Regions from separate parts of the Mus musculus genome. Here all the other regions are linked to region 1. Evidence: chromatin contacts called from public ChIA-PET, HiChIP or PLAC-seq and promoter capture Hi-C data. All regions are on one chromosome and are shown on one strand. The core of a region is the stretch at or near the end of the contact, and the rest is flanking DNA. Distances in the headings are between cores, read along the strand shown. Region 1 holds the start of Uchl5 (ubiquitin carboxyl-terminal esterase L5). Region 2 has its middle 24 kb from the start of Rgs1. Region 3 has its middle 9.7 kb from the start of Rgs1. Region 4 overlaps Gm35415 (a long non-coding RNA gene). Region 5 overlaps Rgs13 (regulator of G-protein signaling 13). Region 6 overlaps Rgs13 (regulator of G-protein signaling 13). Region 7 overlaps Gm35356 (a long non-coding RNA gene).

What was found. Promoter capture Hi-C pulls out the DNA fragments that hold promoters and counts their contacts. ChIA-PET counts read pairs in DNA pulled down with a chosen protein or histone mark. HiChIP or PLAC-seq counts read pairs in DNA pulled down with a chosen protein or histone mark.
Region 2: an RNA polymerase II ChIA-PET map of memory CD8 T cells shows a contact between it and region 1, with 30 read pairs. The contact joins the enhancer-like site here to the promoter of Uchl5 in region 1. A contact is called at or near these places in 7 of 39 promoter capture datasets (3T3-L1-derived adipocytes, the C10 cell line, the HPC-7 cell line and 2 more), 1 of 15 datasets of contacts at CTCF or cohesin (large pre-B cells), 5 of 115 datasets of contacts at active chromatin or transcription factors (bone marrow-derived macrophages, memory CD8 T cells, microglia and 2 more) and 1 of 9 other capture datasets (pancreatic islet).
Region 3: an H3K4me3 HiChIP or PLAC-seq map of bone marrow-derived macrophages shows a contact between it and region 1, with 2.4 times the contacts expected there. The contact joins the enhancer-like site here to the promoter of Uchl5 in region 1. A contact is called at or near these places in 3 of 39 promoter capture datasets (the C10 cell line, the HPC-7 cell line and pre-B cells), 1 of 15 datasets of contacts at CTCF or cohesin (large pre-B cells), 2 of 484 Hi-C or Micro-C datasets (CD8 T cells and bone marrow-derived macrophages), 9 of 115 datasets of contacts at active chromatin or transcription factors (the 230-238 cell line, DN3 thymocytes, the SCID.adh cell line and 5 more) and 3 of 9 other capture datasets (adipose tissue, liver and macrophages).
Region 4: a contact with region 1 is called in an H3K4me3 HiChIP or PLAC-seq map of bone marrow-derived macrophages, with 6 times the contacts expected there. The contact joins the enhancer-like site here to the promoter of Uchl5 in region 1. A contact is called at or near these places in 13 of 39 promoter capture datasets (3T3-L1-derived adipocytes, the C10 cell line, the HPC-7 cell line and 10 more), 1 of 15 datasets of contacts at CTCF or cohesin (large pre-B cells), 3 of 484 Hi-C or Micro-C datasets (B cells, bone marrow-derived macrophages and pre-B cells), 14 of 115 datasets of contacts at active chromatin or transcription factors (the 230-238 cell line, CD8 T cells, the HPC-7 cell line and 9 more) and 3 of 9 other capture datasets (adipose tissue, liver and pancreatic islet).
Region 5: a promoter capture Hi-C map of pre-B cells shows a contact between it and region 1. The contact joins the enhancer-like site here to the promoter of Uchl5 in region 1. A contact is called at or near these places in 7 of 39 promoter capture datasets (the C10 cell line, the HPC-7 cell line, cranial neural crest and 4 more), 1 of 484 Hi-C or Micro-C datasets (B cells), 5 of 115 datasets of contacts at active chromatin or transcription factors (bone marrow-derived macrophages, embryonic basal ganglia, forebrain and 1 more) and 5 of 9 other capture datasets (adipose tissue, embryonic stem cells, liver and 2 more).
Region 6: a contact with region 1 is called in an H3K4me3 HiChIP or PLAC-seq map of bone marrow-derived macrophages, with 3 times the contacts expected there. The contact joins the enhancer-like site here to the promoter of Uchl5 in region 1. A contact is called at or near these places in 4 of 39 promoter capture datasets (the C10 cell line, hippocampal neurons, pre-B cells and 1 more), 2 of 115 datasets of contacts at active chromatin or transcription factors (the 230-238 cell line and bone marrow-derived macrophages) and 1 of 9 other capture datasets (liver).
Region 7: a promoter capture Hi-C map of the HPC-7 cell line shows a contact between it and region 1. The contact joins the enhancer-like site here to the promoter of Uchl5 in region 1. A contact is called at or near these places in 5 of 39 promoter capture datasets (the C10 cell line, the HPC-7 cell line, liver and 1 more), 2 of 115 datasets of contacts at active chromatin or transcription factors (CD8 T cells and the SCID.adh cell line) and 3 of 9 other capture datasets (adipose tissue, liver and pancreatic islet).

The regions. Positions count from the first base shown.
Region 1 is chr1:143,775,754-143,779,051 of GRCm38.p6, forward strand. Uchl5 (ubiquitin carboxyl-terminal esterase L5) reads left to right here and starts at 1,525. Exons shown (of 11, transcript NM_019562.2): 1 at 1,525-1,723. The coding sequence starts at 1,648. Ro60 (Ro60, Y RNA binding protein) reads right to left here and starts at 1,298. Exons shown (of 9, transcript NM_013835.2): 1 at 1,168-1,298. LOC115487685 (a small nucleolar RNA gene) reads left to right here and starts at 3,175; the gene lies at 3,175-3,298.
Region 2 is chr1:144,271,448-144,274,745 of GRCm38.p6, forward strand. No RefSeq gene overlaps it. Among named protein-coding and RNA genes, the nearest start is that of Rgs1, 24 kb to the left of the region's middle. Within about 2 kb of position 1,759, at least 25 of the 459 cell types and tissues checked have an H3K27ac peak or open chromatin away from gene starts, as enhancers often do. A contact at or near this core is called in memory CD8 T cells, pro-B cells and thymic regulatory T cells, where this site is marked.
Region 3 is chr1:144,237,735-144,241,032 of GRCm38.p6, forward strand. No RefSeq gene overlaps it. Among named protein-coding and RNA genes, the nearest start is that of Rgs1, 9.7 kb to the right of the region's middle. Within about 2 kb of position 1,662, at least 23 of the 459 cell types and tissues checked have an H3K27ac peak or open chromatin away from gene starts, as enhancers often do. A contact at or near this core is called in CD8 T cells and bone marrow-derived macrophages, where this site is marked.
Region 4 is chr1:144,198,941-144,202,238 of GRCm38.p6, forward strand. Gm35415 (a long non-coding RNA gene) reads left to right here. Exons shown (of 3, transcript XR_387456.2): 3 at 1,574-1,886. Among named protein-coding and RNA genes, the nearest start is that of Gm35415, 3.2 kb to the left of the region's middle. Within about 2 kb of position 1,766, at least 63 of the 459 cell types and tissues checked have an H3K27ac peak or open chromatin away from gene starts, as enhancers often do. A contact at or near this core is called in the 230-238 cell line, CD8 T cells, the HPC-7 cell line and 2 more, where this site is marked.
Region 5 is chr1:144,165,596-144,168,893 of GRCm38.p6, forward strand. It overlaps Rgs13 (regulator of G-protein signaling 13), which reads right to left. Exons shown (of 6, transcript NM_153171.4): 4 at 1,692-1,753. Among named protein-coding and RNA genes, the nearest start is that of Rgs13, 10 kb to the right of the region's middle. Within about 2 kb of position 1,661, at least 10 of the 459 cell types and tissues checked have an H3K27ac peak or open chromatin away from gene starts, as enhancers often do. A contact at or near this core is called in pre-B cells, where this site is marked.
Region 6 is chr1:144,138,339-144,141,636 of GRCm38.p6, forward strand. It overlaps Rgs13 (regulator of G-protein signaling 13), which reads right to left. Exons shown (of 6, transcript NM_153171.4): 5 at 2,372-2,538; 6 at 329-1,345. The coding sequence ends at 1,163. Among named protein-coding and RNA genes, the nearest start is that of Rgs13, 37 kb to the right of the region's middle. Within about 2 kb of position 1,708, at least 17 of the 459 cell types and tissues checked have an H3K27ac peak or open chromatin away from gene starts, as enhancers often do. A contact at or near this core is called in bone marrow-derived macrophages, where this site is marked.
Region 7 is chr1:144,083,921-144,087,218 of GRCm38.p6, forward strand. It overlaps Gm35356 (a long non-coding RNA gene), which reads left to right. Exons shown (of 4, transcript XR_387455.2): 2 at 1,994-2,090. Among named protein-coding and RNA genes, the nearest start is that of Gm35356, 4.9 kb to the left of the region's middle. Within about 2 kb of position 1,846, at least 59 of the 459 cell types and tissues checked have an H3K27ac peak or open chromatin away from gene starts, as enhancers often do. A contact at or near this core is called in the HPC-7 cell line, the SCID.adh cell line and pancreatic islet, where this site is marked.

The sequences.
Region 1 (3,298 bases), core at 275-2,774:
TGGAGCATTTTACACTTGTTCTTCGACATAAGGCCAAGCAGTGATGTGTTGATCCATATGTTGTCCATTCTCTTAATGCAGAATGTAAACCAGATAGCAAGACACTGATGTAATAACACTTCTGCTTCAAGATCTTCTGGACTACAATCTATATACGTCGTACCATTACTAGTACAAAGATTACCATGTTTTCCTTCAATTTACACAAACATTAAGCCAATATTTCATGTAATTTGGAAAGGCTAACTTTTTTTTTTTCACCCTGAGAAGTCAAGCAAATACGCAGTTTCTTTAAAAATAAAAGCCAAGGCTAATTTTACAGTAATGAAGCTATAATACTTTACAAAGCCAGGATCCCAGGTTCAAATGGATATGCCATACACAAAGGTAATGAAAATATCAACTCCATTAAGGGCGATGCAATGAAAAGTATTGAGGAACTGTGGCAAGATGTCACCATGGTAGGATGCTCTGAGCAAAAATTTTTCCTGTGGAAGCCAAAAGCCTTCCTTGGAACATACTTTTATGAAATGATGAATAAAACCACCTCCGAAGAATGATAAGTATTAATTACAAATAGCTATTTTTTGTTCTATTCATCAAAACCATTTCAAGTGTTTTTAAAATAATGCACTATTAAGGGGGGAGGGGTGGCGGGAGAGGGATGGTGCGCATTTTTCCGTAAGGCACTTCATCCCGATACATGAGTCTCTCATCCCTTGGACGAGAAATCTTTCTCCCTTCCTTGATTATTATTCCTCTAAGATAATTTCCTTTCGGTCTTCCCACAAAGCTCCTTCCCAAACCGGTATCCGAGACAACGCCTCTATGCCAAAGCCGCAGGAAGAGAGAAAAGAGTGAAAAGGGGCCTTGGCACGTTCGCTCGCCAGGAGCTTTGCAAGTGGGAGAGTTGACCTGAGTTCCCCAAGATTCCATCCTCCCGGAGCAACTAGGCCAGGTTCGAAATGTTCAGATGCGAAGTCGGTCCATGCTCTCCTCCGGCGGGTGCCGGAGCACAGAGGCGGCGAAGGCTTTGCCTGGCCTCTGACGCTGGGATGCGGCTGGAAGAGAGTGCGCACCGGCCAGCCCTCAAGTGCCCAGGATCGCTGGGACTGCCCAAAACGCGGTTCCCCGGCCCGCAGCAGGCCTGCAGTGACCCACCTTTACCTGGAAGGTGATGCTCAGGACCCGCGGCGCCTACAGAAAGCCTGCGTCGCACCAGGAATAGGAGGCGGCCCGAAAGGGCGAGGACAGCTCCAGGTTCGGGTCGGAGCGAGCCCCGCCCCGCCCCGTCTCGAGCCCCGCCCCTTCCATCGCCCCGCCCCAGCTCTGGGGTGCCAAGGGTCCCGGATGTGCCTCCCTCCGGCGCTCCGAGGCCCCGCTACTTCTCCGGCCCGGCAGAGGGCGCTACGGATCCTGAGAGGCAGGAGAGGCGTTTCGACGTCTCCCGGGTGGCTAGAGCGTCCTTCTGTGCTCCGGCGCGCGGCAGGTGACGGCGCCCGGAGGCTGTCGGGAAGTAGGCGGGGTGACGTGGGGTTGACGCTCGGCGGCGGGTTTTGCTGAGGTCTGCGGCCGGTGGCAGCTTGTGCTGCGGGGCTCCGGAGAGCGCGAGGTGGAAGCGGGGCGGTGTGTGTGTGGTCGGGGACCATGTCGAGCAATGCCGGGGAGTGGTGTCTCATGGAAAGCGACCCCGGGGTCTTCACCGAGCTCATTAAAGGATTCGGTGAGCACCAGGGGGACCGTCCTGGGCCGGGGGTTCCGGGAGGAGGCCCGCGTTGGGCCAGGCGGTCACCTGCCGCCACCGACGCCCGGCGTCGGAGAAGTGACTTCAGGGACTGGAGTCGGCGTGTGTGGAAAGTAGGGCTTCTGCCGCGTCCTCGGCCCGGGGCGGCCGCGTCTCCGCAGTGATCTTGGGAGCCACACCACGAGGGGAAGGAGTCCCTCTGCCTGTGCACTGCTGTGTTCTCCGGACTTGGGACTCGGACACTTGAATTGCCTCGAGCGTCCTCCTTCCCTGTCTCCCTCCCTCATCATCTCCTCCGCGCTTCTCTTGTCCTTTCCACTGTCCCTTCCCTGCGGAGCCTCCCTGTCTCCAGTGTGGTCAGGTGCATCGCTCAGGCTGTCGGTCCTGCGGAGCAGCCGGTCTAGGGCGTGTGTTTCCCCGGGTGGTGTCTGAGGCTCCAGCCGCCCAGAAACTCGAGATTCTAGTTTCCCAAAAGCAGAACTTTCACCTTTCGTATGTGGGCACCTCTTCCGGACCTCCACAGATAACCGTCTACGCGGGTCTGCACTCTACTTCCCGCAATTCTTTTACTCCCTCCTTTTTTGACTTCCTGTGAAGTTGAGTTTTCTCGAGGTAGTGCTTTTGCTCAGAGGCCACATGCTTAGCTCTGAATTTCTCTCTGACTTTATTTCCTTCCGTACTACTCAACCAATAGGACAGTTTATCCTTCCTCGTGTTCCCAACGTTTTGGGGGAGTTTTTTTTTCCCTCCATTTTCATTTTGATTTTTTCTAAGATATTGTTTTTAACTGTTTTGTTAAAATGTGTACCCAAAATATAGCAAACCTTAATGTAGATTTTGTGTACTGTACATGGCTGAATATTTCGAGCATTGCGTAACATATGTTCAACTGTACTTCGGGCATACAGTTACGGAGTTGGAAATTTTAATGTGAATAATCGGAATGCTGGTCTGAAGAACTGAGAGTCAATCTAGAATAACATGTTGGTTTACGTTTAAGAGTATACAGAAATTGTTTTAACTGTGTAGATCACAGAGGAGCTGGGCAAAAGGAAGCATGATCTAGTGTGGTTACCTAAAGGTAGCTTATGGAGCAGCCAGCAAAGTAACTAAAATATGGTGTAATGAATAGGCAGGCAGTGTAGAGATCTTAGGTAAAAAGGTAAAGCCACGCCAAATCAGATACCATATTGTATAGATTAGATTGCCTGGAAGTCACTGGGGACTTACTCTGAAAAAGATGTGGAGATCAAACATAATTAAAATTAGTTTGTGATTAACATGATTGTGCTTACAGTATTTAGAGTTAAGATAGAATGAATGAGATGACTCTTTTTGAAAATGGTAAGTTTGTGGGTGATTGGCTTGACATTAAGCCCTGGGGTACAGAGAAAGTAGAGTCAGCAGTTAGGTAGTATTTCAATCTCAGGTTGCATGTGGAAATACCTTCTCCTCATTCTATTTGGAGCAGGAATGCATCCAGAACATGCTACACTAAAAGAGGAGTTCTCAGGGCTGCCAACCTTACAGTAGAGGTTGAGTAGTAGTATATTT
Region 2 (3,298 bases), core at 509-3,008, 500 kb after region 1:
ATTGCTGCCTTTGTTCACGCCAAACTGTTTGTCCTTTGACAACAGTCTCTCGGAAGTGCATTGCAGACTATGTCAGTATAGCAGGTGGAATAGTCTTCCTAACCACTTGCAGGCTTGCTCCATATTTTATTTGACAAAGGCTTCTTTCTTCATGTCTGCCCCAAACTTGACTGAGTTCAAACTCAACTGAGTTTTCTCTCAAATGGAGCTCAAAGTCTCATAATTAAAGCCATTAGTGGCAATTAATCTCATGTCTTTCTAGAAGTTTATTTTACAGAGTTAAAATTACTTTAGTATATATGTACACCAATATATATGTGTATACATGTATATATATGTATGTATATACATGTATATACTTATAAATACTGATTTATCCTTTAAAGGTCAGACCATCATTGAAGGCATGGCAGCAGGAACATGAGGCAGGATGCACAGTCTAGAAGCAAAGTGAAATGAGTGCTGGTGCTCAGCTGGCTTTCTCCTCTGGATTTAGTCCAGGATCCTGGTCTATGAGATGGTGGTACCCATTGTTAGTGTAGGTCTTTTCATCTGAATCAGATATCTCACAGACATATTCAGAGGATTGTCTCCCACGTGAATATCTTCCCTGTCAAGTTGACAATCAGTATTAACAACCACACTCTCCCACTTGACATCTTTCAGATTTACGGTTTTCATTGTGTCTTTAGGACTAATCTCACATCCTTTAGGAGAACCTGTGGAAGCTTGTGAGCTTCAAACAAGCAGCATAAATGCTAAGGGAACTTGTCTCAAATAAGACAAAATCTGACATCTGAAGTTATTTTATGACCTTCATATAAGCATGCCATGGCATACATATACTTGCATCCATATATGAATGTTCACGTGTGTGCTTGCGTGCGCACACACATGTTTTTCTCCTATCTTTTAATCAACTGCTATCTTTTACTCAATACTTTTTAAAAGTTCTCTCTCTCTCTCTCTCTCTCTCTCTCTCTCTCTCTCTCTCTGTGTGTGTGTGTGTGTGTGTGTGTGTGTGTGTGCAGGGGCAGCCTCAAACCCAGGGCTTTGTGCTAAACCACAGAGCTATATCCAAGCCCTCATAAATTTTTGTGATTTTGATCATTACAGAAAATTCTTACTTTTTAACAGTTTGTATATTCCTTTATCTAATTTTAAAGTATAAATCAGGAATTTGAGTTCTTTCAGTTCAATTAGAATGAGAGTTTGCTATCCTTCAAGAATCCTAGGTTGCTCAATCCCAGCACTTGGGAGGCAGAGGCAGGCGGATTTCTGAGTGGCCAGTCTGGTCTACAGAGTGAGTTCCAGGACAGCCAGTGTTATACAGAAAAATCCTGCCCCCCCCCCCAAAAAAAAAAAAACCAAAAAACCCAAAACCAACCAACCAACCAACCAACCAAGCAAAACAAACAAACAAACAAACAAACAAACAAACAAATCCTAGGTTGTAGACTTCATCAAACACTTGTGATTAAAACCACTGTACCTTTTGGATTTCAATTCTTTTTTCATATACTGCTTTAAGCCTGATTTATACTGTTGTATTTTAATGCTAACATGTCAAAATCATTTACCAAAACAGTGTTTTGTGCAAATGAGAAAATGAAAGACCTTGATGGCAGTGAGCTGTGAGAGAAGCAGGAAGCCAGCTTTAACCATGGGATTCCAGGGTAGTTATGAGAATCCTAAGCACCCTGGGGCTTTCCATGAGAAAGACAGTTAACTGTAGTTCTGTGAAATCTAGGGGCTTTCTGATGTTCAGCTTGCCCATGTGAAATGAAAATGAACTACTCTTTCATGAGCATCCTGTGTCAGTTTGTTTGTAGTGCAGGAAATCGCTTAAAAAAAAAAGAAGAAGAAGAAAGAAAGAAAAAGATCAGACGGACACAAAAAATAGCTGTACAGGAAGCCTGTCTAGCAGAGTAGCCATTTCCAGGAATTAATGGTTGATTATTTTTCATGTGATATATTTAAAACACATATATAAGAAGACACCCATATTTATTAAACTTCTAAGGCATGTGTGTTGATATGATTTTAAATTGGTATTTTTTAGTATATTAATGCTGATGTGTTGATACATGTAATTATGGCATATGATTTATTCTTTTCTTTATAGATATCATTCCAAAATACCTTAAAATAATTCCCTTCATTTATATTACACTTTAGACATATGCATCACTTAAACACCCTGAAAGGAAGGGATGGAAGTAGATCTGATGGAATGCTTGCCTAGAATGTGCAAGGGCCTGATTCAGTTCCCAATTAAGAGAGAGAGAAAGAGAGAAAGAAAGGAGATAGAGAGAGAGAGAGAGAGAGAGAGAGAGAGAGAGAGAGAACTTCACAGAAAAAATACGGAAATTTATATTGAAAACATATGACATATATATATATATATATATATATATATATATATATATATATATATATTCTAGGTCTTAAATATTTTTTATGTATTAGCTTCATCATGATATATTTAAACTCAAATTTCTTTAAAAATTGCTTAAGGCCACATATCTAATAATTCATAAAAAGTACATTGGCTTAAATATTTATTATTTATTTCTTAAATATTGATTCCCTTTGTATACAGTCTCAGAGTCTTCAACTCCATTTTACATGGAACATGAATTAAATCTTCAGACATAGTAATTTTGTAAGTACTAGAGTTTAATTCCTATAAATATTCAGCAAATGAGTAAAGACAGCAATAATTCCTACAATTACATTTTTTACAGGATTTTTTCCCTCGGAAGAGTTCACAACAAGCCCCATGGAAACCCTGAGGGGGGCCCAAGACTAACCAGTTTGGAACCCTACTCCACCAATCCTATCCCAGTCATGTCTTCCTGTGACACAGTCAGCCTAGGTGAGTTGCACAGGGTCCCATGAACTCCACAGTCTAGCTCTGGGCTTGCTCTTTGATCTCAAGAAACCTTGTGGGACCCATAGAACATCTTGCTCCCCCATGGAGGCCTGTGGGGACCCCAAAAAAACCCAGCTTGGAACATTGCTCAACCAATATTTCGACAGTGGGATGTGCCTGAGGAACAACCAGCAGAGTCTAACCCTGACCTCCATTGTCTAGCCCAAGGATCCCCCTATCTTCCCAAGAAGTCCTGCTGTTATCAGGATCATCCAGCCAACATCATAGAAACCCAGCTGACTAAAGGACAGTGTAAGAACACAATCAACAAGGCCAAGGACAGTATGGCACAACCAGAGCCCAGCTATCTTGTTACAGTAAACCCTGGATATCCTAATGAAACTGAAACATAACAAGACGATT
Region 3 (3,298 bases), core at 412-2,911, 460 kb after region 1:
GGAATAGTCTGTGGTTCTTCACTGTACCTTGGTATTTCTTGCTACATCCATAATCATTTTAATTATTCTAATAATTCTGCTAAATATAAATCATAAACAATATATTTTTCAATTATTAATGAGGGAACATGCTTTACTTATTATATGTTTACAGTGAATAACTGTAAACCTTAAGTGAATGGCTAGATTTAAGCAAAATAGTGGTCTAGGAATGTAATCATATACTGGTCAATTGAAGCAGAGTGTTTCAGAACTGAAGTGGTACAGAATGTGATGAGGTCATATTGGTGTAAACTTAAACCACAGACTTTTCACTTTTTCACTTTCACCAGATAAACAACAGATCATTTGGGAGGAAAGAAAATATGCAAATCTTAAGAAATTATGATTCTCTTGCTCTCTGCATAAATAAAGAAGTTATAAGGTGATTGGACTAAATGATGTGACAACAGAGAAATTGACTACAACAATTCTTCATTTAAAAATATTATTAACTGTGCATATTATAATATTCCATTATCTGCTGAGGTGTAGCAGAGGCTTACTCTCAGGCTCGGGGCAGAGCCTACTGTAGAAGTAACTTCTGCTACACCATTGCATCCACCAGAATGCCTCTCCTGCCCAGTGCTGATATGATTGTGAGTTGTCTTTGGTAGCTGTATTGCCTATCTCTTGATATGTAACTTAGATTTTAGCTTCGTTTTATATCTTTGATTTGTGCTTTTAAACTTGGAACCATTGCCTACTACAAATTGCTTTAGTCTCTTGACATTTTTATATTGCGTTTGAGCCATCTAGGTTGCATCATAGGTCTTCCCTAAGTAGTAAGAATCCAAATTAAGGCATGGTGTCTTTAAGCATCTTGGGGGACTTAGATTCAAATTCCTAGCTAAATCTACTTCCAGTGATGGGTTTTGAAAGTAAATATGTATAAACAACTTTAAAGTATAATAAAATCCCCTTTGGTTTAATAATTCAACTTGAAAAGGTGAAATATATTCAAGCTATCATAGAAGATGTGTAGTAATATAAAAGCAAGATGCTTTGCAAATTCTTTTTTGTGTTATTCTTCAGCCCTTTAAAATATTTTTAAGAAGTTCACACTTTTTTTTTTATTATATCTAGCCTTCTTCTCAAACACAGACACACTTTTTCCCCATCTCCATCCATTGTCCATCTGGGTTTGTATCCCTTTAAAACAACCAAACCAATCCAAACCAATTCAAACCAACCTATCATTTTCAACTTGTGCTGCAAATGTACTCTTGGCTGTATGACTGTATTTGTTGATCTGGCCCACTGGCATGGTTGTCTTTAAGAGGCCACACCCTTAAAGAAAACGGACTCTCCATCTCCCAGCAATTATCACGTGTCAACAGCACCTCACTTAGAAGTAGGACTTCCTGTTTACCTCCCATTCCATTCTGGGATTTTTTTCTGGCTTGAAATTGCTCAGGTCTTGTGCATGTTGTCATAACTGCTGTATCTGAAAAACACTGCTTTCATATAGTCAACCATTGCCTCTGACTCATACATTCTCTTTGCCCCATTTTTACCATGATCCTTGAACCTTTGGATGAGGGTGTGTGACACAGATATCCCATTTAGGGCCGAGCATTCTAGTGTCTTATTTTGTGGACCATGCCCACTTGTGGAATATGTGTGTTAGTCATCACTTACTGAATAAAGAAGCTTCTCTGATGAGAGTTGAGTCATTAGGAGGTCGTGCAACACTGTGGGCATTTTACAGAAAAACAGTAGTAGGTTCTTCCCCAGAATCTAAGACCTGTCTAGCCATAGGGTTTGACTCAAATCACAATGCCCTCATGTAGACTGGGCCTTAAGTTCAAGTAGAAATTGATTGTTACACCTATAACATTTGTAGTCCTCTAATATCAATGGGTGTATCTTGCCAAGCTAATTGTAAAAGCTGGCAGGGTTCACAGCTCAGTAACATTTATGATTACTCTTCTCCTCTGATACCGTAGACAACATCTAACACTATAAAAGCTAGCCAGTAGGGATGAAACTTCAGGCCAGTAGCATTAGATTTATCCATGTTCTATGACTCAGGTATATGGAATCTTAAAAATAGGCTTTTACTTCAGGTTCTGGAGGCTAAATAATAACAATAGCCTATAATATTTAGGAGTTTATGGGATCACAGTGGTCCCATAAACTGTGGGTTGCCATGTAGGAGCTGAAAATTGATTTCAGGTTCGCTACTAAGAGCAGCCCGTGCTTCTCACTGCTGAAGCATTTTATAGCTCCACTCCTGGGATTATTGTTAGGTTGTGGTGTCTAGTAGGGGCATTATGAGATAATTTCACTTAAACTCATTATTTCTGTAGCTTTTACAGTAGTAGGTTGTCATGTGACATTTCTAAAAGGTCTTTACTGTTACTTATCATTGCCCATATTCCCTCATCTACTCACCCATGCCTGTCCCCATTCACTTTCATATTGCACAATTTTCCCCTTCCTCTGTATACCATTGAATTATACATCCATTTTCTTGAAGCTATGCCCCTTCATGCCCCTTGTTAGTTTCCAGATGCCTCTTGGTATTCCAAATGAGACTTACATATCTAAAGATTCAAGTTTAACATTCAGAACTGAGAAAAAAATGTGATGTTTTTCTTTCTGTGTCTAGGTTACCTTACTCCAAATAGTTTTGTCTATCTCCATCAATTTACCTATGAATTTAATAGTGTATTTTTCCTTAGTTGCTGAATAACAATTTTGCTTTAGGATATAAAGTCTTATGTTAAGATCCTTTATCCAGGAGTTGAGTTTTGTGCAGGCTGAGAGTAAAGAATTTAGTTTCATTCTTTTACACACAGCTATCCAGTTTGACCAGCATGATTTGTCAAAGATGCTCTTTTTTCTACAATGCTTATTGTTAGCCTCTTTGAAAAAAATCAGTCACCTGTAAGAGTATGGATTCATATATAGGTGTTTAACTTTACTCCACTGACTAACATGTCTGTTTTGATGACAGTGCCATGCTGTTTTTTTACTATTCTAGCTCTGTAGTGTTACTAGATGGTAGTAGCTACAACACTTTTTTCATTCTCAAGTTTTGTTTTGTTTTCTTGACTATTTTGTGTTTCTATATGTTTTTCAATTTCTGTGAAGAATTGTGCTGGAATTTTGTGTCAAATCTATAGATTGTTTTTGGTAGAATGACCATTTTCACAATATTACTCCTACCAGTTTGTGACCCCCCCCCCTTTCTGGTATTTTCAGGATTTCCCACACCCACTGTCCTGGCTGGTTTTGTGTGTCAACGAGACAC
Region 4 (3,298 bases), core at 516-3,015, 420 kb after region 1:
AGATCACGTATATGTCAAAAATACTTGCAACCTAAGGAATGGATAATAGGAGCGATACGGGTATTGGGCCTTCAGCAGTAGTTAGGATCCTACTAGTAGATCTGTTGGTGTAGCATCTAAGGCTGAGCTCTAAATTTTAAATCTTATTTCAAATTTTCCTTTGATATATTTACATATTCTCTTATTGTTTAAAATTAATTTGTTTCCTGTAGTATTTTGGTTAAGAATACTTAACCAACCTGAGGCCAACCTGAGATAAAGTTCCACTGTTGCCATTGGTTTATCATGTGACTGTGTATGAGTTGCTTAAATACAAAGATGAATTTTTTCTTACACAAATGTGATATGCAAACTGTTTTCTTTGTGAAAAGTAAAAAAAGAAAGAAAGAGATAGATGAGGCTCGGTATACCTTTACACTCCTCTTCAGCACCTGGGTTCCCAAAAAGCTACTGACTTTCTAATACTCATCTTGTGCTACCAGCTCTAGCTGGTTAAAGGACAGAAAGCTCATCTCTTCACTTTCTTGAGGTTACAGTTAACTGGACTTAGAAAAAAAGGTACCAGATGGCTTTTTTATTTGGAGTATTGTGTGTGTGTATGTATGTATATGTATATGTATATGTATATGTATATGTATATGTATATGTATATGTATATGTATATGTATATATACATGAATGTATGTATTTGTATGTGTATATGTGTGCATGCATAAAGGCTTATCATGGTCTGTGTTCAGAGGCCAGAGGACATCTTGAGGAAGTTTGCACTCTCTTCAGCTTAAGTTATCAAGCTTAGCAGGAAACATCTTGACCCTTTGTGTCATCTCCCAGTTCTATTTTGAAGTACTTAAAATTAAAAAATAGTTCATGCTGAGATCACATATTTCATGCACAGCTGCACAGTTTCTAGCAACGATTTTTCCATATTCTTTGGAGACAGGTAAGGCACTGTCTTATGTAGTATAGATCATAGGTACCACCATGTTCCTTATGCCACCAGAGAGACTTTTTCTCAACATTCTTTGTAAACCTCTTTACCTTTATAGTCTTTGCCTTTAACCTTTGTTGCTTTTCAATTTAGTACTTTTTGCTAATTTATGATTCTCTCATCATTCCCGCATTTTATCTTTAGTCTTATTAAGGCCTGTTTATCCCAGTAATACAAATTTATTAAGCTGTTCAGGGTCATATGCTTTGAAATTGCATGGTTGGAATTTGAACTTAGAAATGTCTGATTTCAGGTTGGGGACATTATATGACATTCAAATGGCTACAGTATATTGATATTTTCGCCACTCCAGCCAAACCCATATTCATCTAAATTTGAACATACTTTTCCCTCAGTTTTGTAAGCATCCGAGTGGCAGAGAGCACAAACCCCTGTGCATTGTTATCAGAGACAACAATTTACTATTTAAACTGCTGTTCATTCTTAATCCATTGATTGACTTGGAGTTAAAAACCATGTAAATGTGTTATCGTTACAGAAGTCCTCTTTGGAACCACCCCGTGTTTATTAGCTAAGTAAGTTATGTCAAGACAGCTGACTGCCTCCTTTTTATTTTTGTAGAATTAAGGGGTGAAAAGTCTATGCCCATCTCACTCTGCTGCTTTCAATACTGCCATAGTAGAAGTTCATGTTGGAATCATAAAGAATTGGACAGAAAGGATATGACAAGATTGTCACACGACTCTATATCATCATAAGGATGATGACTCTGACATGTGGAGCTGGGTGTCACTAAAAAGCAGACACTGACTAAAAATAGTTGCTGTGGTCAGTCATGTGAGACCACAAAGCGGAAGAAGTCTAATCTTGATCCACATGTGTGTTATATTTTAAAGAAATGTCCTAGTGCCCATTTATTTACAGCAACAAGTTTAGCCATTCATTAGTAACCAAGGCTGGAGGAAGTCATCTGATATTAATGACACTTTTCAAATTGAATCAATGTATTCTTGAATGACTTTATTCTTAGTTGGTCATATTTATTCATAAAATAATGGCTAAACTTTATAAACAATTTCATTATTTGTAAGTTGTATTACTTAATACATTTTCAGAATATATTGAAGAGGAAAATATACTTATTATTATGTACTATCTGATGAAATAAACTCAGAGTGGTTAAAAGATTGATCTTAGGTCACATAGCTATTGGTGGAATTCAGAGTCAATTTAATATTTTAGTCACAAAGGCTTGGGACAGTGTTCTGAAATAAAGATGGTAACCATTAGAAAACCTTATCTAGGTCTCTTTCTTTGTGGTCTGTATGTTATAGAAATGAAACAAATCTCAAAATTAATTATATGTGTTGGATTATCTCAGAAAACCGTACTTTGATAAAGCTGTTTATTGTGGAAATAAAACTTGCCCATCTTATTTTCTTCTGTATTGTGACGATAGTTACTTTCTATTAACTTGATAAACTAAAAACATAACTTTTTACATCTTCAATAAAAATAATAGCTAAAATTGTTTGTAGAAATTTGATCATTTTGAAACTGTTATTTATAATGTACACAAAAACTATAACATCATGTGTTAAAATAAGCATTATATCCAGTTGAAGGAGAAGTAAAAAATCACCCCAGACCTGCTACCATCACACAGTATTCGCCTGACTCTTTACAATCTATCTTTAGTTTATTTATTGTCCATTTTCTAAAATATATCAAAAGCAGAATAGAATGTCTGTTGAAAACATGATTGCAAGTAGAAGACCAAAAACTTTGGAGACCAAGATTTTTCTGCACTTTTTTGTCATTAAGTAAATGCATTTGATTCTGTCTTCTACCCCTCCCTTAATCTATACCTAGTTGGTTTAAATTTATGGTCTAAAATTTTATAATTTGTCATATGAAAACATTTTCAAATTTTCCTATTTTGATGTTTAGAATGTTAAGGTATCAATTCATGTTGAAGTCAAATATTTGTTGTATAACTGCAAAGTTGTTAAGAACAGAGGATGGCCTAGTTGGACATCAATGGGAGGAGAGGCCTTTGGTCCTGTGAAGGCTCTATGCCCCAGTGTGGGGGAATGCCAGGACCAGGAAGCAGGAGTGGGTAGGTTGGTGAGCAGGGGTTAGGGGGAGGGTGTTTTTCTTCGGAGGGGAAACCAGGAATGGGGATAAAATTTGAAATATAAATAAAGAAAATATCCATTAAAATATATTTTAATTGGACACACACACACACACACACACACACACACACACATATATATGTATACACACACACACACACACACACACACACACACACATATATATATATATTTAATTGGACACACA
Region 5 (3,298 bases), core at 411-2,910, 390 kb after region 1:
ACAGTTGCCACATTGGTGTAAGTTGTGTTTCATAAGCAACTTATCTAGATATAAATTTCAGAAAACAAATTGGGTTAGGGTATCGTGGATCCTGAATACTAAGAGTTTGGTCTTTTGGTAGAAAAAAGAGGAAAAAATGATTGTACTCAACAGATGTGTACATTATTACTAATAAGAGCAGATGGCAATTAGTTTTGTACTCAAGGGGTACCATGCATTGAACTATGTCTTTTATGTTCAACCTGTACAATAGTGCTGAATAGAGAGATGATGTTATTATCACTTTACAAAAGAGATGTCTGTAACTCTGAAAGTGAGATTAACCCGGCAATGCTGTGAACATGTGTTAGAGCTGATATTAAAACTGTTTGGGAAAGAATCAATACAACTGACCTAACAGGCAAGTTTCTGTTCTTCCATTTAAGTGACCAAAATTTTAGTGCAAAGATTCATAACCATGCTGGTAAGTTATGTCAGAGAACTATGAGTAACACTTGATAAGTAAAAGGCATAGCTCAAACTTCTTTTCAAATGAATGAAAGAAAGAAATTATGACACACATATTTTCAATGGAGTGGCTTACAACTCAAGATAGGTGATTAGGTGGTGCCCCAGATCTGGAGATGTACAACATGAGGAGCAGAGCCTCAGAGTCTGAGTTAGAGGGACTAAGGGACTCTAATAGAAAAAGCCAAGAGTCTAAATTTCAACCCCCCCACCATTGCCTTGTGAGTCAGAAATAACAGATGTTGTATTAAAGAATGTTCCTGAGGCTGTGAGAGTAGGTAGTGTCCTAGGAACACAGAGGTCCCCAGGAGTGACAGGATGTAGTGTCTAGAATAACCCTGCACACCCACTAATTTAAATACCATAGTACTACAGCTATCTCTTGTTCACAGTCAGGAGATCTGAACAATTCATTATTCGCGGAGAGCCTCACATGGGAAAGTCCCTAATAAGGAGGTAAGTTCATAGATAAGAATTAGCAGATAGTTAATAGGGATGCTAACACTATGAGAAAGGAACTAAGTTCAGTGGAATTTTGAGTATCCTCTACTTTTTAAAAACTTGTCTTCTTGTTATTATCATTTTCTATCATCTACCACTTTTTTTTTGTTCCAAATATAATAGACAGTTATCCCGAGTACCCCTCATTCTTTATATTAACTGCACTGAGCTTCTAAAGTTATGTTTTCGCCTACATAGCTATGACTTTTTCTTTGTATTGCTTAGATTCGGATGTTGGCGCCATTATACCCCGAACCACTAGAATTAAAGACTGAAGAGCTTCACACAGTTTTAGAATGAGGCTCGAATGGTTGTTAGTTTTGACAGCACTTAGAACAGCAACTTTTTTTTTTAAAAATAGTTTCCAAGCACTAACTTTAGCAAGTTATGGGAAGGCAGTATATTTCAGTATGTGTTACTATTTAAGCATATTCCCAATGGGTTTTATACATATACTTGTGAAGAATAGAGACCCACAGTGACTAATCTTGTTTTAATTAACACCAAAGAAAATAACAGTGGTTGGCATGACAAACTATTTTCAGGTTTTCCTTTTTTAACTGTGTCAGTTGCCATTTAGAAGGCAGCGAGCAGAGCCACACTTGTCATCTGGTACCCCTCCCCCACAGCTATGAACGTGAAACAGGCCACTCATTAAAAGATGACGCGAACATCATACTCACATTTTGTAGCCATCAGACTTTCCAAAGATTGGGCCCATTTTAAAACTTCATCCAAAGTAAGGCTTTGAAAAGAAACAAAAGCACTGATTGGGCTAAATAACTATCAAAGTTTTGCTGAACGAAATAAACTTAGGCTATATTGAGAAGAATATAATTTACATTGCTCATTATCCTTTGACCTTTTATGTTTTATTTTTCACTGAATTTTAAACTGTGAAAACTATAAGAGGTATATACTTGAGATTATAAAATAAATATTAAAGATAGTTGTATAATCTCATTTCCTATTTCCTGTTAGAATTGTGATAGATGTAGCTTTTGTTATATATATGTTTGTGTTTTTAACCAAGAAATTATATTTTCCATGCTTAGTGTCCATGTCTGTGTTCTCCTTGTACCCATTTTATATGTGATTACCGTGATCTTAGTCTTTAACTTATAATTACAAACTAATCATACATAGAACATCTTGGTGACAGTGTGAAATTCTACAAGGGGCCTTTCAGAACTTATTTAGTTAATCTAAACAATTCTGAGTATTTTTTATTTTTCCCCCACGAATACTACATATGGTCAGACTTATATGGCAATGTAGCTGTGGTAATTTTGTGGGGAGCAGAAACAGACTGAAAACTGATAGAAGGCACACACTTTGAACATTCCAGGCACAGACTCCCACATTGTCTCCCTAGGATTGCCTCATGTTTTTCTACCACTGTCACACATGCACCCACTCACATAATGAAAACAGAGATTATCTACAAAGCTTATGTGCATATTTTCACATACTGTCTTGTTTATTATGTTTGCAGCTTCTTATTTGATGTGTAGGTACTTAGGAATTGAATTTTGAAGGTCAGATGACATTGGACCTAACAGAATGAACAAAGCTGTCCTTGAAGGGGTTGGCTTGAATGCTTCATTTCAGTTTCTGTTGGTAAGATTCATGAGGTGACTGGAAAGGGATCTTGCTTTCTTACATGAAATAACTTTATTTTCCTATATTGGGATCTCTAATATAATCACCAGCATCCAGCTCCTTCCTGTGTGTCATCCCCGGATGGACCATGTAGAGACTGCCATACCTGGGGATCCACCCCATAATCAGCATCCAAACGCTGACACCATTGCATACACTAGCAAGATTTTATCGAAAGGACCCAGATGTAGCTGTCTCTTGTGAGACTATGCCGGGGCCTAGCAAACACAGAAGTGGATGCTCACAGTCAGCTAATGGATGGATCACAGGGCTCCCAATGGAGGAGCTAGAGAAAGTACCCAAGGAGCTAAAGGGATCTGCAACCCTATAGGTGGAACAACATTATGAACTACTAACCAGTACCCCGGAGCTCTTGACTCTAGCTGCATATGTATCAAAAGATGGCCTAGTTGGCCATCACTGGAAAGAGAGGCCCATTGGACACGCAAACTTTATATGCCCCAGTACAGGGGAACGCCAGGGCCAAAAAGGGGGAGTGGGTGGGTAGGGAAGTGGGGGTGGGTGGGTATGGGGGACTTTTGGTATAGCATTGGAAATGTAAATGAGCTAAATACCTAATAAAAAATTAAAAAAAAAAAAAAGAAAACTGAAGATGCCATCCAGGCCT
Region 6 (3,298 bases), core at 458-2,957, 360 kb after region 1:
AGTTCCTTGGAAGAGTGGGAGCTTGGCTATACCAGAAGGGTAAAAATCTATTTTAAGGTGCTTTCAAAACCAAGACAAAACAAGAGGATGGAAAAGTGAATCTGGAATACGGTGAGGGTCAGTTTCAATACTTTCTGTCCATCGGCAACACAATGTCATTTTTTACAGAATAAAAATGTCAAGGCACACTTGACATTTTTTACAGTACAAAAGGTAACAGTTCAAATTTTGTGTCTGTGTATGTTTTGTTGGTCCTCCAGAACTCCAGATCTGAGGGTTGAGTCTAAATTCTTTTAAAGTTTAAGTGACAGTGGGTGACATCAAACAAGCAAGTTAAACTGCTTTATTTTATTTTTTTCACTTTTGCAAACTTTGGGCCTTTTGAAATGTTCATAGTAAGGTACAATAAGGTGTCTTTGAAAAATATGCACACAGCTTTTAGTTTCTACTGATTGATTTCCAACACTATGGTGAGTCCATATTATGAAGAAATTAATCTCAATAAAAGACCAATTTTATAGTCCAATGACATTGTAAATGTAAAAAAAATCCACATATCTTAAAAGCTTACAATTATCCCAAAGATTTAACATGTAGAAGACGTATGTGATATAGGTTAAGTGACCTTCTAAGGTCAATCATGGACATGCTGCTGGGAAAATTTTATAGCTAAATTTCTTCTTAATATCATATTAATACACTATGATTAATATATACTGATTATGTTAAAATTCAACAAATTATAATATGACTTATATGTTTATATACTAATTCAAGATATTCTGAGCATATCTATAGAATATATAAAGACAAAATTCATGGAGCAATGGTTTCAAAACCCGTTATTTGTGCTATGACTGCCAATTTTTTTAATGAAAAATATCATTAGTTGCCTACTATAGCAAAAATGTTATAGTGCTTATATGATAAGAGGAAGCTGATTTTTTTCTTCTCTGTTAATTCCTCTCTGTAAGGATGCTATAAATTGTGTCACAGCATCTGGGAGCTTTTTAGGTTTGGAATGACTTTCCCTTGGGAACTAGAGATCAACTCAGGACTTGGTTTCTGTTTCCTTTCTCCCTTCATTCTCATCTTGTGTCTTTTTCTAAATTCCATTAGCACTTGCAACATGCCATCTTCCATTTAAACTTCTGTGTAGTAATCAAGAGCTTTGGGATTGAACAGTTTTCAGGAGTTGTTGGTACATTTCAGACTTTAAAAATCTGGGGTAAGAATCCATTTCCATGTGCATGTATACAATCTTCTGAGCTTCTTCAAAGCATGTTTGAGTGGGTTCACGAATGCTTTTGATGATAGCTTCCCGTGTTGTACTGTCGATGTTAATCTGAAAAATAAAATTGTAGGTTAAGCACAACAAATGCCTATGCCCGCAATGGAATGCTTTCATCTACTACCCTCTTTCTCAGAGTAACAGGATAGTTTAGGCTCAATTTTCCAGAGGTATTTAAAAAGACTTTTAAGAAATGAAGTCCTCACTCTTTTTAAAAGTAAAAATCTATAATTAGCACCCAGGGAAAGAATGAAAGCATGAAGTCTGTGACCAGGGAACTCTAGAAACCTCTGCTTCCTTGGGACATGCCAGTGGTTTGCTAGTGGTAGTCTGCAAACATGGAAGTCTATGGACTGGAGGGATCTTCTTTAAAGAAAAAAAGGAAGTTGGTGGCTGTTTTAAAATTTACTCTACTTAGTAGTCACAAATGCTGTGTTAGCCAACCAAGTCCTGAAATAGGAAGCAAATGAGGAGAAGTGAAGACATAGAGGGGAGAAGTGGTTATCTCAGAAAACTAAAAATTTCCAGAAGGGTTTTTGGGAATCGTTGAATAATATAGGGTTATGCTGAGAAATAGATATCTCCTGTGCTATCCTCCACCCTTGCATTTAACATGAATTGTAAGTTTGGGAAGTCTCTCTGTCAGGAGCCTTGGGGTTAGGCAGTGTGAGAGTAGTAACGGCAACTTGGATGTCAGCTGTGGTGGCTGGATTATGCTAACGTGAAATGACTCAGAGGACCAACCTCACTGGGGTGCTCATTCATGGCATTTCAAGTTTATGATGCCCGAGAATTCTTTCCACAACCCCTTTGCTCTTTTTAACTGTTCAGGCCAGTAAGATAGGCTATTGGGTAGAGGATTGTGGACTAAACAGCTCACCTTTGAATTCTATGGTTACTACTTGATGACTCTACCACACAGGGGGATTTCATAGGTTTTGTGACTGAAAAATAACAATGGTAATTCTTAATTTATATAATTTTAGGAGATATTGGGAATGGACTATGATTAGCATGTAATGGTCTTCAAGTTAATAGTGTCTTCCAAGTGATGCCCCAACTGCCATGTCCCATTGTTACCTCTCTAGGAGACTGTGGCTGGATGTAGATATTGTAAAGCTTTTTTGCCCTAGAAATTCTGCCCCTTCGTGAAGCAATTTTCTTGTAGGTTTCACATGCCATCCAGAATTTAATGTTCTCATCACTGTGCTCCAATTTTAAATATGCTGTGTACACTATTGGGCCATCTAAAAGTAGAAAAAAATGTGATTGTTTTTATGGGTTAACAGAATTTAAACAACAATTCATACAGTTTAATACAGAAGCCCAAAGAAGAGCTCTAAAGATACAGAACAACTGGATACTCTCTAAGGTCCACACTCTCAGGTCTCTGTACATCTGAAGCATGTTCAAGGATGCCATGAGTTGGTGAAGTTACCCCTTTGTTCTGAGTCACTCAGTGGAAATTATTTGTCAGTTTAGATGTACCTGTGACAGAAAGGCCACAAGATGTCATAAGAAAGATGGCCTAGTCAGCCATCAGTGGAAAGAGAGGTGCCACAGACCCTCTGGGCCCCTTTGTCTGCGTGGAACGGGTCTCTAGTCGCGGGTGTGCAAAGCGTCAGATGAATTGACAGACAGATGCACACAGGAGAGGTTGTGTAGTATCTGAATGTAATGTCAAATCGAGCATCAGACTTTTTATACAGAAGACAATAAGGAAGTTGGGTGACACACTCGAAAGGTACAAAGAGGTTTCTGGATTCTTACATAAAACAGAGGAATGCAAACACAGAAGGTCTAACAGGAACCACCTGGGATAGAATTCATTGTTAACAACTGGGATCAACAAGGGCTCCACCTAAGATTCACTTAATCTTAGAAGCCAGGGTCAAGGGCTTCATGCCCTTGCCATAGTCTATTTTAGTCTATTGTATAGTCCACCTTCCCCTTAGGCCATTGTAATTGCGTGTGTATGAGTGTAACTCAGCTATAATCTTAGAAGCC
Region 7 (3,298 bases), core at 596-3,095, 310 kb after region 1:
TAGGTCTGGTGGGGTGAGGGTGGGGGTGGGGACAACTCTCTTGGAGATGGGGGGCAGGGAGGGGGAGGAGGAGGTATGGGATGAGGAAAAGTCAGAGGGCTGACTGGGAGAGGGATAACAACTGGAATGTAAACAAAACAAAACAAAACAAAACACGATTAAAGAATAGTTAACATGATTTCTCTGTGTTTTGTCCCAACCTGGACTGACAGCAAGGATAGAAAGCAAAGCTCCTGGTTCTCACCATGCTTGTTGGTCCCATCTGTAGGACTTTGGAGCCAAAGAGGTCAACATTACCCACCCCAGGTGATTCAACTGCTCCCTCCAATGATCTGCTTCTGGGGCGAGCAAGGCACAGAGTGATGCCCATGCCATTGTTTCCTAGAGGAGGCTGTGCTGCTCACGGACCCTGAATTGTGGGCATGATTTTTAAGGGTTGGATGAGAACAGATGTTACAAGCAGGGACAGAAGTGCAGTCACTCTTGCATTTTATTGCTCAAGACTGAGTATTTCGATTTTTGATTCTAGTGTATTATAAAGTTAAAAATGTTTAAAAGTTCTTCAGAGAAATTATATTGGTATCAGTTTCAGTATGTTCTTTTTTTCCTCCATGGATTCAAATGAAGAAAAGGAGTACTGTTACCCACACCAACAACAGACCTTCAGCATCATGAAGTAACTTTAGCACTAGTTAAGTGCCTCTGTTTCTAATATCCTCTTTGCTGCATGCACACCATGACCTTTTGACATTTAAAAAAAAAAATATGTGTAGGATTCCTCAGAATTGGAGTTACAGACAGCACTGTGAGCTGCCTCATGGATGCTGGGAATTGAACCCGGGTTTTCTAGAAGAATAGCTGGTGCTCTTAAAGACTGAGCAGTCATCTTCAGCCCCCTCTTGACGTATTTTCTTTCTTTCTGAAAGACACGTACAAATAAACCGTGGGGCTGGAGGTGGAGTTCAGTGATCCTATGCTTACAAAGCTTGCACAAGGCGCTCTGTGCAATTTGCATTGCAGATGTGAAGCAAATACACTCAACACCCCATTTTCATCTCAAAACCCATCATGTGTACTTGGAAAGAAAGGTTACTGCCTTAGAGAGTATTTGCATGGTTAGCAAGCTCCTCAACACTAAGACAGTTGTTTTGAATTGTCCTATACTCAGTCCACATTTATGTCCCATATTGTTTTACCCAGCTGCCTTTTTCTAAACCAAGATCCAGTTTATCTCACTACTGGACATTAGCCTCTAACGCCCTCTTTTATCTTTGGCCTTACTTTCCTTGGTCAACATCATTCTCCTTACTTTCTTCTTTACCTTTATCTTTGCATTGCAACTTTTGAATCAGAACTAATCCAATTAGACAGATTCTATTTTTCTATTCTTTTACTCACCTCCTCAATTTTAGAAGGTTCTCGAACCACTTTTGTATACTGGGCACGGCACGCAAAGCTGAAATATAATAACAGTGCCCTCTGTGTACTGTATCCAAAGGTAATTTTGGAGGAAACCCATTGTTTTTCTGATGGAAATGAAAGTTGTGTGATTGTCATTAAAATGGACACATAGATGTTTCCTCCCCCCTCCCTCCCTCCCTCCCTCCCTCCCTCCCTCCTTCACTTCCTCCCTCTCTCATCAGCCCTTCAAACTACATTGTCTTTTATTTATTTATCTCCAAATATTAGATGTTGAATATAAATTAATGCAGAGGAAATATCAGGCCAATAACAGCAGAAACTAGTGTCCCACGATGTTCTTTGCACTAAGTCCAGCTGTGCTGTGTCCTAACCACGGTGTCACTGGCTTCGATTGGCATGCTTCCTTGAGTCCTTGCCATGCTCCTGGTCCTCTGTGACCACAGTGTTATGCACTATTATTAAATAAGCAAACAAAACAACATCGCTGGCTCTGGAAGTCAGAGTGCTGTTTCACAAATGTATATGTTTGTATTCACCAAGGGGTCTTTTCTACACTCATTAATTCTGTCAGGTGACCAACAAAAATGCTGTGCATATTGGGAAGTGCAAGGCCCAGGAACTAGCTGTGAAATCAGCACCAACAGCTGGAGTGCCCTCACATTAGTGAGGTAAGATCATCATCTAGCAATTAGAGTCTAACAGAAGAGAATGTTCTCAGAACACCTGTTCCTGAATAAATAAGCTCTCTACTTACTTAAAAAACCTTTAGTCTCAAAAAGCGCATAGATAACCTCCTCTCTCTTTTACACACACACACACACACACACACACACACACACACACACACACACACACACTCTACCCCTTTGGGGTATGGCATTTGGGGCTTGCCATAATCCAGGCATCACCAGACATTTGCTATGATGTCACTCACTACCATCATCCAGTAATACAATATACTGGATGATGTCTATACCCTGTGGCTTGTGGCATGACCTTTGTGGCTTGCTGAGTCATGCCAGCATGATGTGTTTTTGGTAAGACATTCTTGCAAGAGCCTTTGTTTTTAGAACTACGATCATAAAAGATTTGTTTCCAACAAACTTGTTCCTTGGATATAAAGTTTTTAGACTCTAAGTACATACTCTATCTTGGTGCATTTGGAAGATATAATTGCCAAGAAGGTTTATTTATTTATTTATTTATTTATTTTTAAGGTAGATGATCTTCAAGATAGGACATGCCCCAAAGATGGAATTTGTCCTGTGGTGTTGATGAGAATTACATATTTGTTGATTCATTTTATGACTTATTAAGGAAAAGGCCTGATTTTCTAGGAACTCATGTTTCATTAAATATTTATCAAATTATTTCCTTTCTGCTCTAAAATGTCATGGTAAAAACAGAGTGCATGCCTATGGGTGGGTATTTATAGACTCTTTAACTATAAAGAGTTTAGTAAGCCATGTTGAAACTAAGGATTTGTTTTTCCTTTTGTTGAAATAGTTTTTTTTCCCCCTCAGGACACACACACACAACAACAACACACACACACACACACACACACACACACACGCACATAAGTGCAGATAACCAGGCATAAATGTAAAAAAGACAAGAAGAAGTGTATGGATAAATGTGTGTGTGTGTGTGTGTGTGTGTGTGTGTGTATGTGTGTGTGTATTATCCTGATCAGTTCTCCCCTATTTTCCCCTCCCATCCAATTCCACTCCTTTTTTGTCTTCAAAAAACAAATAGGCTTCAAGGGGATAATAATAAAATAAACATGATAAAACATAATAAGATAAAACAATTTATCATATCAGAGTTAAGCAAACAGAAGGAAAAGAGTCCAAAAGAAGGCATAAGAATCAGA